3 separate regions of the Mus musculus genome follow, and regions 1 and 3 are each linked to region 2. Evidence: chromatin contacts called from public Hi-C data. All regions are on one chromosome and are shown on one strand. Each heading gives the region's core, a stretch centred on a gene start, on an enhancer-like site or on the middle of the called end of the contact. The rest is flanking DNA. Distances are from core to core; before and after follow the strand shown.

The links. A called contact is a pair of places that touch in the nucleus more often than the background predicts.
Region 1: a Hi-C map of liver shows a contact between it and region 2, with 2.0 times the contacts expected there. The contact joins two enhancer-like sites. A contact is called at or near these places in 1 of 484 Hi-C or Micro-C datasets (liver), 2 of 115 datasets of contacts at active chromatin or transcription factors (both in embryonic stem cells) and 2 of 9 other capture datasets (adipose tissue and liver).
Region 3: a contact with region 2 is called in a Hi-C map of liver, with 1.6 times the contacts expected there. The contact joins two enhancer-like sites. A contact is called at or near these places in 2 of 484 Hi-C or Micro-C datasets (liver and nephron progenitors) and 2 of 9 other capture datasets (liver and pancreatic islet).

Annotation. Positions count from the first base shown.
Region 1 is chr2:5,821,308-5,824,007 of GRCm38.p6, forward strand. Cdc123 (cell division cycle 123) reads right to left here. Exons shown (of 13, transcript NM_133837.5): 5 at 1,795-1,890; 6 at 1-75. Among named protein-coding and RNA genes, the nearest start is that of Gm29984, 2.9 kb to the right of the region's middle. Within about 2 kb of position 1,379, at least 8 of the 459 cell types and tissues checked have an H3K27ac peak or open chromatin away from gene starts, as enhancers often do. A contact at or near this core is called in liver, where this site is marked.
Region 2 is chr2:5,667,743-5,670,442 of GRCm38.p6, forward strand. The region is part of intron 1 of Camk1d (calcium/calmodulin-dependent protein kinase ID); the gene reads right to left. Among named protein-coding and RNA genes, the nearest start is that of Camk1d, 46 kb to the right of the region's middle. Within about 2 kb of position 1,434, at least 17 of the 459 cell types and tissues checked have an H3K27ac peak or open chromatin away from gene starts, as enhancers often do. A contact at or near this core is called in liver, where this site is marked.
Region 3 is chr2:5,518,239-5,520,938 of GRCm38.p6, forward strand. All of the region lies in intron 2 of Camk1d (calcium/calmodulin-dependent protein kinase ID), which reads right to left. Among named protein-coding and RNA genes, the nearest start is that of Gm36853, 37 kb to the left of the region's middle. Within about 2 kb of position 1,278, at least 26 of the 459 cell types and tissues checked have an H3K27ac peak or open chromatin away from gene starts, as enhancers often do. A contact at or near this core is called in liver, where this site is marked.

The DNA of each region.
Region 1 (2,700 bases), core at 129-2,628, 150 kb after region 2:
ACTCTTGAAAAGCAGGAAGATATCACTGAGAGTTTTACACTTCAGGGAACTGTTCATCGCTATCCAGTACGCATCCTAAACAATAAACATGTATGAGTTACGACACACCCAGCGAGTGCAGCCCAGGCACACAGATGAGAGAGCACCAGTGCACAGCGCCTCCAGGGTCAAATTACACTTCTCAACAAACAGCATGATCAGCCCATGCTAGACACCCAGCCATGTACGCTGAGGACCAAGATGGCTCAGCAGGCAAAGGCACTTCCCACCAGCTTTGACCACTGACTGCAATACTGCGCCACACACGGGAGAAGAGAACCACGTCCCACAAATTGTCCTCTTCCAAAAATGCACACACAAGTATACCCACCCACAAAACAAATGAGTATAATTTTTTTTTTCAAAAAAGTGTAGTTATGCACACTGAGATAGGAGGACCCACACATTTAGACCAGGGCGTTTTTCACGATAAGATGGAAGGAAGGTTAATGAAGTCACACAGGTCAGGGCGAAGATTCACGTGGTGAAGAATCAGCTGCTCTCCACAGTGAAAGCAGTCATTTCCAGCCTCCCTGATTGGGGAGACCAACCGACGAGCACCTGAACTTGGATGCTCAGGGCAGTCAAGACCCTGTTCATCTGATCAGGAAGGAATAAGTCAAACAGTTTCACCACCACAACCCAAAGCAGGGCTGCACCGGACATGTGGACGTAAAGTAACCGGGCCCAACGCAGTGTGATAAAGTCACACTTCTATAGACAGCTCAGACACAGGCTAAAATACACAATGGAAAACACCAATAACTACCAAAACTGTCCCATTACCCACACTGCATGGAAGAAAGCACTGGTGTATACAAGTCATTCCATAAACAAATGAACAGGTGCATAAGGAATTTACAACCAGAAATAATCTTCCTATCTTAAGTGGAAACAAAGAAAATTTCAAACATTATTCATGTAGATGAAAAGTTGCCTGAGAAACTAAAAATGAATTTAAAAAACCTCTACATGATATCTTTATAATTTCTCCCAATAAAAAAAGACAATAAACTTCTAGTTAAAGAAAGTATACCCAAATCATATTTAATCCCACAAAAACATCAGTATGTACACAGCAAACCACACAGCTGAATAAAAAATAATGCAACTCTTAACTCTAAGGATGGCAAAACATGGAATGGGAAGATGTTATTAATTGTAGTAGTATGCCTCAGGTAAGGACAGGGTGTTTGCAAAAGGACGGTCATGGCAAACACCGAATATGCGGAGAAACAAAACTGGATCCCTGCCACTGTGTACAAGCGTGTCTGTGTCTGTGTGTGTCTGTGTATGCAAGGTTAGAGGACAACTTTCAACACTCAGTTCTCTCCTGCCTCGTGGGTCCCTGGAATGAACTCAGGTCATCTGGCTAGATGGCAGGCACTTTTACCCACTGAGCTATCTCTCTGGGCCACCATATTTATTGTACTTTTCAATAGAGAAAACCTTGCTCAACTGAGAGGGTGAAGTTTTAAATAATGCAGACTACGAACATACCCAGAATCCTAGTACAATTGGCAACACAAGAGGTCAAATTGTCTTTTGGCAGAATGCACAGTATTTCGTAGAAAGTACAAACAGCAAAATCAGAAGAATAAAACAACAGAGGAAAAATATAATAATCTCAACAGTGCTTTCCCTGAAATTAAGAATGTAATGGAAGGTACATTAGATGCTCGGAGGGAATATAAAATGAATACAGAACAAAACAAACAACTACTCAAATAGTGAGATTTCTTTACATCTTCCTACCCTTGGGGCACTCCAGTTAAGCTTAGGGAAGACACTACCCCCCAGCGAATTGATAGCTTCTTGGACTTGAGTGTTGAACTCAGGAAACTCTGGTGCCTAGAGAGACAGAGAACAGGTCGTGAGCAAGTCAACACCATTAGAAGAGTCACAGAAATCATGATCAACATTTCAATGTTTCAGTTAGGGTATCAAAACCAGAATTATATATAATGCAAATTATTGTTCTTATTCCTGCTCTCAATTAAATAAAATCACCAAGAAAGTAGTATTTACCAGAAAGAGGAATAAAATCATCAACTTCTTAAATGGTACTTTCCGAACCCACACGTCTCTGAAAACACAGATGTCACCAAGTGTGTGGTTCGGGAGGAGCAACTCAGTGGTCTTTTCTGAATCCTTACCTAATGCCAGCATCTGAGCCAAGTGAGAGGCATATCCCTGTAACCCAGCACATGTCAAGGACAGGCAGGGACCAGGAGCTCAGGACAGCCTTGACTAGACAGAAAGTTCAAGGCCAATAGCTGCTACACGATGCTCTGTCTACTAAGGTCTGGGCAAGGGTGGGAAGAAGGGGTGGGGATAAGGCAGTGGATGTGTGTGCTTAGCACAGCAAGCATGAGGACCCAGGTTTAACCCCGCAGTACAAAAGCAGACATGGCTACCCATGCCTGTAACCTCAGCATTGGGGGGCAGAGACAAGCAGATTACAAGAGCCCACTGGCCAGCCTCCCTAACTGAATCGACAAGCCCCAAGTTTACTGAGAGTCAAGGCAGTGAGATAAAGAGCAACAGAGGGCGATGCCCCGTATCTTCCTCCGGCCTCCGAGAACACGGCATGTATGTGCGCATACACACACTCACACAGTGACTAGCGTGAGCTATTTTTTGAGAGAAGAGATGCCGGTG
Region 2 (2,700 bases), core at 184-2,683:
GAAAGGAGGAGGCTAACACACAGCTGGAAAGGAGGGGCTAACACACAGCTGGAAAGGAGGAGGCTAACATACAGATGTGCTGAAAGCAAACTAAATAGCCTGGTGCTCAACTTAGAAAGAGATCAATGAGCTGAGGGTGATAACTCCTCACTATAATCCTAGCACCTCGAAGCCTGTGGCAGGAAGACTGCAAGTTTGAGGCCAGCCTGGGCTACAGAGTCTAGACCAGCCTGGGCTACATAGTGAGACCCTGTCAAGGAAGGGCCTGCCATAGCATCACTCCAGCTCCACTTCTGTATTTACTTAGACACAGTTTCTTTACCCTCAGAGTGATGAATATTCATCATTATGGACAGGACTAGGGGAGGGTGAGTGGAAAGGCTCCACCGCTTTACCAGAAACAACTTCTGCATTCTACTGTTACGGTACATACAAAGCATCTACTTGTACACAAGTGTGTGATAACAATCATTAGCTTAGTACTGAAGTAACTATATACATAGATTTTTAAATATTTATATTTAGACCCTTACTGATACAGAAATCTAATTTAAACATTATGTACATACTTTTGCAGGAATACATATGGTATTCCAGGATAAAATTCCTTAGGAATAGAATATTAGCTGAAAGGGGGAGGGGAAGAACTTATTATTTTAAGCTGATTCTAGTACTTTTTAATGATAATGACAGGTATCAAATGTCTATGGCATTTACATTCCATTTAACTGGTTACAGTTAAAATAATCATGATACTGTTCCATTTGAAGACATTGATATTTACAATAAGAAAGTGATATCCTTTATTTACCATGCTTAAGTTATGATAAAAAATATTCATCTGTCCACAGAGAAGCTGTGAGGGCTGGTGGCTTCGTGGAATTAGTTAGGAACGACTGAGAGACAGAAGATGAGAAGAAAGGCCACCCTTGGTTCCAGCACGTTTCCGGCCTTAAGATATTCCTAGAGAAGGGAGACATCTAAATTTCCTCTTTAGAATTAAGCTTTTCATACATTGGTCTTAAAAAACTTCTAGGCATGGGGCTGGAGAGATGGCTCAGCGGTTAAGAGCACTGACTGTTCTTCCGAAGGTCCTGAGTTCAAATCCCAGCAACCACATGGTGGCTCAGAACCATCTGTAATGAGATCCGATGTCCTCTTCTGGGGTGTCCGAAGACAGCTACAGTGTACTTACATATCATAAATAAATAAATCTTAAAAAAAAAAAAAACTCCTAGGCAGAGTTTAGGCCACACAAAACAGAGCTGTTAGCCAACACCTTTCTTTGACTTTGCCTCTAAACAACACTCAACTTCCTGTGTCAACTTTTCCATGGACTTAAAAGTGAATCTGCTCACTCAGGAAGGGCTCCCTGTGGAGCACGCTCCCTGTTCTGAAAGACTACATTGCGCAGACTCAGATTGATTGGCAGGCAAATGTTTGCAATGCATTGGGCTAAATTCTACACTAGGCAGCCCAGGCAGTGGCCACAAGGTCTTTGCTTATGTTAAATTAGAAATAATGGTTTTAACTGCAAAGAGAACTTAGAGCTAGAAGAAACAATGTTGGTGATTCGTCACGGATCTCTTAGGACACCCAAGCTGAGTCAAGGCCGTGGCTATCCTAGGATGCCTGAGAGGCACAGATGCACACAGTAAGATTAAATCCCGCCCCTCCTCATTTTCAGTTTTTGTGTTAAAAACAGGCACATGATGGAAATAAACCATTAAGACAAGATCCAAAAATAAGTTTAACTGGTTACCAAAACTCATATACAAAGTTCTCATTCTAATCACTTCTGTAAACAGCTGAAAGGTACGGACACCAAACCTCGGCTTGTGGAGCGCAATCAACTTAATCGGCTTCTTTGAAAGATTAATTTAAGTGAAGATTACCGATGGCTGCAGATGACACGGGTCCAATCGCGCAGCCCAGTTGAGATGAAGGAAAAATTGCGAAATCATACAAACACAGCTGCAGGCCAAACATGGAGATGGGGGGGGGGGGGGACCTCCTTCCTGGGTCCGAAACACAACTCTAAAGGACAGTGCTAAAGTCGAAACCGAAATGTCAGGAACAGCATGTGAAGGCTCAGGTACCCCAGGCTGGGACCTGCCCGTGGTCAGGACAGCAGGGGTCATGTGACCTGCCCTAGGGCGCTGCAGCTGTTTGGACAGAAAGCCCAACCAGCTAGCCAGGAAAAGGACAATCAACTGCTGTTGATCCTACCTCAAACCAGATTCTAAGTGCTTGTTTAAGCCGTTTCAAGGGCAAGTTCTGCTAAGTCCCAGACAGGAAGCATAAATAAGATGAAACTGGAAAAGAGATCAAATATGGTCTCCACAGACCTAAAAGGAAAACGTTCTACCCACAACATGCAATAAGGAGGTTAATTTGAAGACCCTTCTGGAAGTTGTGGCGGGGGGAGTCAGGGGTCAGTACCTGGACGTGTTATCATTGAGAATGGAAGAAGGTTAAACCCTCAACAGCACTTACCAGAGGCGCAGCTCAGAGACCAAACCAACTCCATCTTGGGTTCAGAGTCCAACTTGGAGAACCTGAGCTAAGGCTGAACCAACAAGCCTGCACCTCCAAGTCGCTCCCTAGCAACCACCAATCAGGAGGAAAGCAGCAGTTACGTTTATGGCTCGGCTCCTCGCACCAGCCAATTATTTTAAAGGAAAACAAAATTCTGTAACA
Region 3 (2,700 bases), core at 28-2,527, 150 kb before region 2:
AAGAAGTTTATTAAAAGAATTTCTTTGACACAGTGGATAGACAGACAGACAACAGTATAGCAGGAGCTCTGAGGAGGGTTCAGACCCCAGCACCAAGAAAGACTTGGGGCATGGAGAAGGCTTTGAAGAGAGGAGAGCAGGGCCCCATGATAAGAGTCTTGTCTTAGAGCTTTCCAAGGATGTGGTGGTTTCACTACATAGCCTTGTAGCCTGGCTTTCTAATTTCCAGACAGGAATTGGGATAACAGGGAGAAAGTGAGGCCTCCGAGTACCCGCTTTGACATAAACTCACTTCCCCAGGCAAAAAATCCTGGAACTTGGATTGTTAGAGTCCTAGGTCATGCTCCAGTAGGCTGCCTGTGAGAAGGGGACTGGCTACTGCAGATCCTGTGGCCTGAGCAGCAACTGGATTCAGATAGCCATTCTTTCAGCAGGACCCAGTACCTTGGGCAGCACAGTGCATCAACGTAAGAGCTGTCTTCAATTCCCAGAACCGACACTTAAAAATGGACAAAAGTCAGGCATGGTGGCATGTACGTGAATTCCAGAACTGGGAGGATGAAGACAGCCTTCTTCCTGGGATTTGCTGGCCAACCTGACTAGTGTGATTAGGGAGCCTCACGATCCAATCATCATCATCATCATCATCATCATCATCATCAATGTTACTTAAGGAACAAGACCTTAAAGTTGTCCTCTGGCCTCCACTTGAAAGCATACATGTATGATATATGTATATATATAACACATATGCACATGCACACACACACACATGGAAAAGTAGAAGAGATGAAGGGAGGGAGGAGGGCAGGAGGGAGGGAGGGACAAATGAGCCTTGAAGCCCAATTACACAGGTGCAGATGTGGCCGCAAGGTCATAACCAGACAAAGCACCTAAGCAGGTAGAGCCGGGCTCTTTCCTGGGTCTCTTCCTGTGTGACAATGCAGTCACCAAAAGGAGAAAAGAAAGGTTATTCATCAGAGCTTACTATAAAGGGAGTTAGACACTGTCACTGTGTTTGGCAGAGACTCAAGAGAAAGCAGCCAGAGAAGTGGAGCAGGAGGCTTTGTAGCAGAAAAAAGGGAAGGCTTAGCTGTCCCCTGAGTGAAGACGGCTGGCCTGGTGACACTCGAGGCCTGGGATCTCTGCAGGAGCGCCTGGAACAGCAAGGCTCCCGTGTGACTGGGAGCATTATGTACCTGCCCCCCATTGGTTCTACGTTGGAAATGAGGACAAAAATCAGGGCAGCTGGCACTTATTGATCAAGTCCTTGTCGTTTGGACCAATCAGGATGGGGGTTATTGTCAGGTTTCCTTGGCCAGTCGACACAGACTTGAGGCTGGAGCTCTGTAGCGACATCTGATCTGGCTGTTAGCCATTGGTCCAATCATTTCTTTCCCAACACTATTCTAGGTTGGACACTGGCAGAACAAACCACTCAGAGCAGTTTTCTTGAAAATGGAGTGAAGATAGTTCAGAAAGTAGAGAGAAAACAAAGTAGCCCCACAATTCTAACAGGATGGGAGGAAAAATCAATTCCCCAGGCTGGGAGGGTGGTTCAGTCAGTACTTGCTAGCTTGTTAGCTGAGGACGTGATTTTGATCCCCAGCACCCATCTCAAAAGCTGAGCAGGCTGGGCCAGTGCTAGAGGTGGTGGGGAGGCAGAGACCACGGGCATCCATCTTTGAAACTCACTGGCCAGTCAATCTACCTGAGTCAAAGAGAGACCGTGTCTCAAAAAATGTCATGAAAAATGACTAAGGAAGGCTCTCCCTGTTGACTCTGGCATCCAGTCATGTGCATCTGAATGTGAAGATGCTCGCTCACACACACACACACACACACACACACACACACACACATGCACTCACACACGCATGTACATGCACACATACAAATGCATATCCACACACACAAGTATGTGCACACATGCATATGCATACACACATTCAAATGTGCATGTGAATATATGTGCACACATACACACATTCCATTTCTCAAGGAAAATCAGTAGCAGAAAGATGGATGAAATTCATTTAGCCATATAGACCTCCAACTGACCTGGAACTTATTATGTAATCTAGGCTAGCCTAAAACGCTTCATTGTTTAGTTTGGTATGATCTGGCCTCAGCCCCTGAAATGCTATCATCAAGCCAAGTAAATGTGTGAGAAGCGTCAGAAGGAACGTGCGCCTCTCTGCCCCAGGTCCGGTGAAGCCTCTCACCATCACCGACTAAGGAGTGAGAATTCTCCAACAGCCAACATTAGCTTTGAAGGCTGCCAACAAAGATAATACTTATTCGTGTACAGACATTTCATTTTAAAATAGCAATGAGAGCACATGCATAAGACCTTGGATAGAGCCCCAGCTTCCTCACAGGCATCTCCTGGGAATCTCACAAACAAGACTATTAACTCTGTTTACAGTAAGGATTCCTTCCTAGATCCTTCTAATCTAGAGTTTCATGTTATCAAGTAGAGTCCTGTCGGGGGCCATTCAGGAGCCACCCTGTGACCTCATTAGTTTCCTTAAGAACCCTTTGAAGATAATAGCTTCAAATCCCTTCGAAATCGCAGATCATACAATTGTAAAGACCATGAAGTGTGATTCTCTTAAAGAAGCCCACACAGCATCAAAAGTGCCTTTCTCTCTTAAACCTGCACTTCAACTCTATTAAGCATCTCTTTTGGGGCCAAGG